2 separate regions of the Salmo salar genome follow, and region 2 is linked to region 1. The links are chromatin contacts, called in public Hi-C maps. All regions are on one chromosome and are shown on one strand. Each heading gives the region's core, a stretch centred on a gene start, on an enhancer-like site or on the middle of the called end of the contact. The rest is flanking DNA. Distances are from core to core; before and after follow the strand shown.

Region 1 (4,342 bases), core at 1,098-3,597:
ATTTGTTTAACACTTGGTTACTACATGATTCCATATGTGTTATGTCATAATTTTGATGTCTTCACTATTATTCTACAAAGTAGAAAATTGTAAAAAATAAAATAAAAAACTTGAATGAGTAGATGTGTCTAAACTTTTGACTGGTACTGTAGCTGGATCTACACAACCACGACACGTGGGCTATGGTTTCATTTTGACATTATACTACTATTGTGGTCTGAAAACATCGGACAAACTTTAATTTATAAGTGACATGTCCCTTTGAGCTCAGATCTCTCTCAGGCCCATATTTTTCTCCTCAGCAAAAATGCACATTAAAAAAAAAACGCCTCTAGAGGCTTTGTGGTTTATTGAACACGAGCGCCATCGTGTGGCCAATTTATGCACCTGAAGGAAAAGAGATGAGCGCACTGATTGATAGGTATGCCTAGTTTACACTGAATTTGACACAAAAGAAAAATGCTTAAAAGTAACTGCAATACAATTCACTATTTCCTTCTATTTATAAATAAATAGTGAAGTTTGATCAAATTAAAATAATATCTTATCAATGACAGAGTCACCATATTTGCATAAAAGTTCACCATGATGCTCTGTTTCTGATGTGATGTTGCGTCATGGTTAAGCACGCCCAGGCACGACTGGGGGAGTGTCACATACCTTGGCTTTGATTTTTGTACATTTCCATTTAACCCACACAAGTTCTTGACTCACTTCCACGTTTTTACTGTCAGTGGTTTTAAGCAGTTATGATTATCAGGCCTATATGATTATTCATTTGTTTAGGCAAATTGTTCCAGATTTTGATGCTCAATTGTCTTTTTAAGCAATTATACGATCAATATACCACGGCTAAGGGCTGTTCTTACGCAAGACGCAAAGCGGAGTGCCTGGATTCAACCCATATACCACAAACCCCCGCGGTGCCATATTGCTATTATAAACTGGTTACCAACTTAATAAGAACAGCAAAATAAATGTTTTGTCATGCCAGTGGTATATAGTCTGATATACAAAGGCTGTCAGCCAATCAGCATTCAGGGCTCAACCACCCAGTTTATAATATCGTTGCATCTTGCATAAGAACAGCCCTTGGCCATGGTATATTGGCCATATACCACACCCCCTGGGGCCTTATTGCTTAAAAAGACAATTGAGCATCAAAACCTAGAACAATTTGCCTAAACAAATGAATAACCATACAGGCCTGATAATCATAACTGCTTAAAACCACTGACAGTATAAACGTGGAAGTGACTCAAGAACTTGAATGGGTTAAATGGAAATGTACAACCCTTAGCCATGGTATATTGGCCATATACCACACCCCCTCGGGCCTTATTGCTTAAGAATAACATTATTAGACATTATAGGGCGTTTTTATACACAGATGAATCTTAGTCCTATAAAACGCAATTTCAATGGAGATTCTCCATTGAGCATGCGTTTTTCGGCCAAGACTTAAACTGTGTCTGGGAAACCGGCCCATAGACATGCACTAAAGTAAAATTATCTCTCCCTCTCATGACAAAATATAATATTGTGCCATAAACGTCCACTTCATATCTATTGCGCTCCATATTCTGATCCTATTTTCCTTATAGGCCCTGTTCACGAAGATAATTAGATATTGACCGCCACAATGTCCGTAATTAATAGACTATCTATCACTTTCATTGAGACTGCGTCCCTGGCACCTGCAGACGGCCTTGACCGCTTCAGTGTCATTGTGGGTAATCGTCATCTCGCGCTGGTACAATTACAGTTGAACAGTCGGTGAAATCCAAGCAGGCTTGGCTGCTCCGTTTTGGGGTCAATTTCATAAAGATTCAGGAATAGACTAAATAGGCTAGTTGAATAATTTTAGATTTACTATTAGGGGTATTGTAATTTCAATTGGGTTATTTGCCTATTCACTGGATCAAAATAAGGTTTAGGCTACGCATGACCTTTAGATCTATCCAAATAGCCAGGAATTGTTCAATTCTTGCCCATGTAGTTTAGAAAATACCATTACTTATTCTATGCCATTGAATGAGATTATAATAACACAATTTGCAGACTACACCAGGCTACGTTTGCTCAGCAGATGGCGTGAACTTGCATGATAGAATGTAACCTTTCCAACACTTTCGCATTCCTTCATACACTTCTAGCATTGAAACGCAAAACGGTGTTGAGTAATGTCAATGACCCCTCGAGCAAATTGGCCTTTTCCAGAACATTAACAAATTCCCGCGTCACCATTCACAACTGTTCCCAACCCCCCTCTCTCTAATGCAGGAAGTGACAGTTGTTCACATGTGCGCAGAGTGCATCAATTGCACAGCTCCTATTGGCATACGGGTGTTTTACAGTCACGAGACTATCCATGTATATATGACATCTGAGAAAGCGTTGCTCAGTTCAAACACTGAGGTACCACAAGCACGAGCAGAATTTCCGGAGACGCACAGTTTCCAACCATAGACGGATCGCTAAAAACAAAACCTGGTTCATTGGAATTCACATAGGTCAGTAAACGAAGGCACGGGGACATTTCTTCAGCTGGGGTGGAAGGTGAGCGCATTTTTTTCAAACATTTTTGGACGCTAATGTTGTCGCTGGTGATGGTTAATTTGGGTTCTCGGGGAGGGGGGTTGCGAGGTCAACTCACGACCTCAGTGATCGGGAAAGTCGAGCTCTAGAAAGATACCCGAGATCGGACTTTGAAATCTGAGTTGGATGACCATTAAAAAAACATTTTTTTTTTTTTTTTTTTGTTTAAATCTTCCGAGTTCCAATTTGCCTTGAACGCAGTAATTGTGTCAGTGTTAAAATCCGCTGTAACATCTCGCTCCTGTCAGCGTTGCGAGCCCACGTAGACCAGTGTTTCCAATTCCGGTCCTCGAGTACCCCCCCCCAACAGCACACACTTTTTTTGTTGTAGTCCCAGACAAAAACATCTGATTCAACAAGTCAAGGGCTTGATGACAAGTACATTCAGGTGTCCTTGTCCGGGGCCACAACAAAAATATGTGCTTGGGGTACCCGAGGACTGGAGTTGGGAAACAATGACCTAAGTGATTCGACCGGAGTTGGGGAAACCCTGACCTAAGTGTTTCAATGTCGCAACCTTGCGGTGGAGAGCCGCTGTCACTTGACTATATTCTGTTGCAGCTGCGTATTTGAAGCCCTTCAGTCAGCTCAAATGAACTTCATCATTGCTTTTGATCTATATGTGGGTACCTAGCCCTTGATAATGAATCTGTGCCATTACATTACACATACGAGTCATTGGACGAAGGCGTCTTCGGTAAAGGGGAGTTTTGATAAGAGCCCTGATAGCAGCATCACTTAGGTCATCGGCGCACAATTGGCCCAGCGTCGTCCGGGTTAGGGTAGGGTTTGGCCCGGGTTAGGGTAGGGTTTGGCGTCATTGTAAAATAATAGTTTTTGTTCTTAACTAACTTGCCTAGTTAAAGTTTAAATAAATAAATATGGGTTTGGAAGCATAAAGACCTTATCTTTCATATCAGTGAGAAATAATAGGGGAATAAAAGGTTAAGTTGATACACACCTTTTGTAGGGTTAGTGTTCCCACATGGCCATATCTCCATGTTACAGTGCGTGTTTAGCATAACAGATGGAAGACCGAGGGACCACCAGTGCTAATTAGCTATTTAGCATGTCAACAGAAGGCCGCCAGAAACAAATTGTCACTGAAAAATACTATCAGCTGAAAACTCTGATGAAGCCGGTTAAAACAGTCTACAGTAAGTGTATATTTTGCATTTGCGAAATGATTTGGATGTGATATGAAAGTAAAGGGCTTCATGTTTCTAGAACCGTATCGCAATTGAGAATAAATTCAAGTTTAGGTGGAGTATTTAGTTGCCAGAGACAGTCTCCCTCTGAAAATAACACATAAGGACCTTGGACCTTAAGGAGTAATGGGAGGCTCCTTAAGAGTACATCTTGGACTAATGGGTACCATGCATTTATGCTGAAGGACAGGGCAATGTTTCCCAATAACAGATGCCATATCAACAGTCACTAACTTAGTTCAATGTATTCAACCAGACAGTTCCTATGTTATTTGTTTTTGTCAGTGCAGCATTGGCATCAGAGGTATACAATATGCTAATGACACGCCTTTGATATAACATTTCAAGGAGATAGTGAAGACTTACTATTATCAAATCTAGAATGACAAAAATCTTCAATATTTACAGTTGAAGTCGGAAGTTTAGACACCTTAGCCAAATGCATTTAAACTCAGTTTTTCACAATTCCTGATGTTTAATCATAGTAAAAATTCCCTGTCTTAGGTCAGTTAGGATCACCACTTTATTTTAAGAAT
Region 2 (4,342 bases), core at 1,059-3,558, 86 kb before region 1:
AGACAGCATAGACAAGCAGTTTCAGTTTTACATAGTTAGAATATGAGACAGATGAGAGCTTGAGTTGAACAACAACCTTACGCCCAAGAGAGCAACATGTAAGAGGCAGCTCTATCAGAAGCAGTTTAGTGTGTTTAACTGTTAATGTCCTAGCTCTTAGCAAGCAAGATAATAATCCTAATGGATTAAGGCAAGCAATGTGGAAAGCTAATTGGGTAGCCGCTACCATCATATTGAACAATGACTAGTTATTTAACTAGTTAACTTACTTACCCTCCATCGATAAGAGACAATACTGTGCAGCTGTATTCATCGACCTGGCCAAGGCTTTCGACTCTGTCAATCACCACATTCTTATTGGAGGACTCAACAGCCTTGGTTTCTCAAATGACTTCCTCACCTGGTTCACCAACTACTTCTCAGATAGAGTTCAGTGTGTCAAATTGGAGGGCCTGTTGTCTGGACCTCTGGCAGTCTCTATGGGGGTGCCACAGGGTTCAATCCTCAGGCCGACTCTTTTCTCTGTATACATCAATGATGTCGCTCTTGCTGCTGGTGATTCTCTGATCCACATCTATGCAGACGATACCACTCTGTATACTCTGGCCCTTCTTTGGACACTGTGTTAACTAACCTCCAGATGAGCTTCAATGCCATACAACTCTCCTTGCATGGCCTCCAACCACTCTTAAATGCAAGTAAATCTAAATGGATACTCTTCAACCGATCGCTACCAGCACCTGTCCTGACTTAGGTATTTGTAGATGTCCACATATTCTAAGTGTCTGGTTAGACTGTAAACTCTCCTTCCAGACTTACATTAAGTCTCTCCAATCCAAAATTAAATCTAGAATCGGCTTCCTATTTTGCAACAAAGCATCCTTCACTCATGCTGTCAAACATACCCTCGTAAAACTAACCATCCTACCGATCCTTGACTTCGGAGATGTCATTTACAAAATAGCCTCCAACACTCTACTCAGCAAATTGGATGCAGTCTATCACAGAGCCATCCGTTTTGTCACCAAAGCCCCATATACTACCCACCACTGCGACCTGTACGCTCTCGTTGTCTGGCCCTCGCTTCATATTCGTCGCCAAACCCACTGGCTCCAGGTCATCTACAAGTCTTTGCTAGGTAAAGCCCCGCCTTATCTCAGTTCACTGGTCACCATAGCAGCACCCACCCGTAGCACACGCTCCAGCAGGTATATTTCACTGGTCTCCCCCAAAGCCAATTCCTGCTTTGGCACCCTTTCCTTCCAGTTCTCTGCTGCCAATGACTGGAACAAATTGCAAAAATCACTTAAGCTGGAGACTCATATCTCCCTCACTAACTTTAAGCACCAGCTGTCTGAGTAGCTCACAGATCACTGCACCTGTACATAGCCCATCTGTAAATAGCCCATCCAACTACCGCAGCCCCATACTGTTATTTATTTTATTTGCTCCTTTGCACCCCAATATCTCTACTTGCACATTCATCTTCTGCACATCTATCACGCCAGTGTTTAATTGCTAAATTGTCATTATTTTGCCACTGTGACCCATTTTATTTCCTTACCTCTATTATCTTACCTCATTTGCACACACTGTCTATAGACTTTTTTTCTATTGTGTTATTGACTGTATGTTTTGTCTATTCCATGTGTAACTCTGTGTTGTTGTTTGTGTCGCACTGCTTTGCTTTATCTTGGCCAGGTCGCAGTTGTAAATGAGAACTTTTTCTCAACTAGCCTACCTGGTTAAATAAAAGTGAAATAAAACAAAAATAAATTAAAAAAACTTGGAGATTTAACGTGGCTAACCATCGTTGTGGAGCTAAAATAAAAGCAGGCTAACTAGCTAGCTAGTTAACTACTATTATACATTTTGAACGCATAGTCAACCGTTTACATTGTGGGTAACCTTAGACTATTAGCACTGGTAGGTAGTTATGTGCAACTTGCTATCTAACAAGCCAACGTTAGCTTAGCTAGTTTTGACCTGTCAGCTGTAAGCAGCATCGCCACATATCAAACGTTAGCAAGCTAGCGAGACGAACTTACAATGTATTCTCGAACTTGGCTGTGGAAATTCTGTTCTCTGATAGTAACATCGTCTTCTTCCATTCTTCATATTGCAAATGCAAGTAAATTGCCTCACTACACACCAGTCGTACAACTGACGTCCATAAAACCTGTCTATGGTCAAAAGAAAAACAGCTCAGATAACAGCCAAAGCTCACTGTTGCCGTTCCAACGAAGTCCGCTCATTTTCCACCGCCCAAAAAACGCCCCAAAATAAATTACATCATCATTCCTCGACTAAAAATAATGACCCGGAAGCCGTTTTTCCCCCCGGTACGTGTGTTTCCTGGGTCGATTGTCAACAACAATGGCTGCCGTCATGAATATACACGTGTCTATAATTTGACGTTTTAAGATAGTTTTGTTTATCTATTTCTTGTGTTCCAAGGTAACGACTGGTAGGTTTTATATTTGTATTTATTTGAACCTTTTTGGTACCTCTTTGCTTCATAAACAAGCTTTTCTTGCTTCATAATCATAAACAAGCCTGTTTGCTTCTTGACACGCTTTAAACTACGGTGAGACACAGAAAGGAATTTAATTATAAAAGTCAGTGTCTTTCGCCAAGTAATAATAATAATAGCATAGCTAGGTAGTTAACGATAGTTAGTTATATCTGTTGCAGAGATGAAAGGCAAGGGGAAAGCAAAGAGGAAAGGAAAGAAAGACACTGGTAAATTGCAAAAGTATATGATGACAGTTAACGACTTTGTAAAAAGTAAGGTAGGCTGTGATGAAACTGAAGAAACGGTAGATGGCAGTGGCTTGAGGTTTGTTAAGAAGAAAAATAGAAAAGAAATTCGTAAGGAGAAAAGAAAGATGAAGAAGGCTAAAATTAAGAATCACTATGAAGGCTACAAGGCTCTCAAAGCATCCACTGGTGACAGTGAAGAAGTTGCAACCCTATCTGATAAACAACAAACAAAGAAGGTTATTGGAAAAGTAAAGAAAGACGAGCCAGTATCTCAACAACCCAAGTCAACTCCTGTTGAGACTGCCTCAGGAGAGAAGGCTGAGAAAAAAGGACCTAAGAAACCTTCTAAGAAAGAAAAGAAAAGAAACAAACTGGAAGAATCAAGAAAAAAAGCTCTTTTGGAAGCAAATATTGCTGAGGACAGAGAAATTAAGAGGTTGGAGCGATCTCTTGGGTATAACAAAAGGAAAAACAAAAAAAAACTTCCCCAGTCATTCGCTGATGATGGACTGGATTACATTTTGGGGGTGCTGGATGCTGGATCGGCAGCTTCAGGGATAATGCATGACAGCGATGATGACATGGACATTGCCAAAGAGAAATTAAGGACATTGGTAGACAGTGAATCTGAAATGTCCGGCGATGAGGAGGAAGAACAAGGAGATGACTCGGATGAGGAGGGCAGTGAACTAGACAGAGATGGAGACTTGGATGCCATCGAGGAAGAGGAAGATGAGATGGATGAGGAGGAAGAAGATGGAATGGATGAGGATGACGAAAGTGAGATGGATGAGAGTGGTGGAATAGCTTCGGAAGAAGAAAATGGAAAGGATGAGGGAGTTGAGAGTGGAGACTCAACGCTTGCAGGGCCGAAAGCTGACACTGTAAGTTGCCCAATTAGAATCTAATTTGTGAAATTCAGCTAAATTTAAGGACCAGTTTCCCAAGACATAGATTAAGCCTAGTCCTGGACAAAATAAATCAAGCTCGGTGGAGAATCTCCGCTGAAAACACTTTTTAGTCCAGCATTAGATTTAATCTGTGTCCGGGAAACCGGCCCTAAATGTATAGACTGAGACTGAAACACTACTCTGTATGTATAGGCTGTCCCGTCAGCAGGAAAATACGTGCCCCCTCACCTACGGGACACCGGGGATGATAAGCGCAGAGCTGAGTTGGAGAGACTGAAGAGACAAGTCAAAGGACTTGTGAACAGGTAACGGTGTTGATCTTGACTACTATATGCTCTTTCATCCTAATCAATGTACCTTGGCCCTGTTTTATCTGCTGTCACACTGGATTTGTCACAATTCATATTTTGGTGCAAGGGGTGCTCAAGGTCCGTATGTATCAGGCGTCTCAGAGTAGGAGTGCTGATCTCGGATCTGGGCCTGTATCCACAAAGCATCTCAGAGTAGGAATGCTGATCTAAGATCAGATTTAGCTTTTAGATCATCATGAATACGATTATATGGACAGATCCTAGATCAGCACTCTTACTCTGGGACGCTTTGTGGATACGGGTCCAGGTCCCCTCTGCCGTGTAATCGACCGAAAAGGCAAAACTCATCCTAAATCA

Evidence for each region. A called contact is a pair of places that touch in the nucleus more often than the background predicts.
Region 2: a Hi-C map of gill shows a contact between it and region 1, with 5 times the contacts expected there. The contact joins the promoter of lmbr1 here to the enhancer-like site in region 1. A contact is called at or near these places in 2 of 3 Hi-C or Micro-C datasets (gill and muscle).

What each region holds. Positions count from the first base shown.
Region 1 is chrssa29:9,398,751-9,403,092 of Ssal_v3.1, reverse strand. No RefSeq gene overlaps it. Among protein-coding and RNA genes, the nearest start is that of dnajb6b, 27 kb to the right of the region's middle. Within about 2 kb of position 2,347, at least 8 of the 13 cell types and tissues checked have an H3K27ac peak or open chromatin away from gene starts, as enhancers often do. A contact at or near this core is called in gill, where this site is marked.
Region 2 is chrssa29:9,484,594-9,488,935 of Ssal_v3.1, reverse strand. lmbr1 (limb development membrane protein 1) reads right to left here and starts at 2,308. Exons shown (of 16, transcript XM_014180667.2): 1 at 2,049-2,308. The coding sequence starts at 2,118. It overlaps nom1 (nucleolar protein with MIF4G domain 1), which reads left to right and starts at 2,352. Exons shown (of 11, transcript XM_014180665.2): 1 at 2,352-3,647; 2 at 3,867-3,979. The coding sequence starts at 2,697.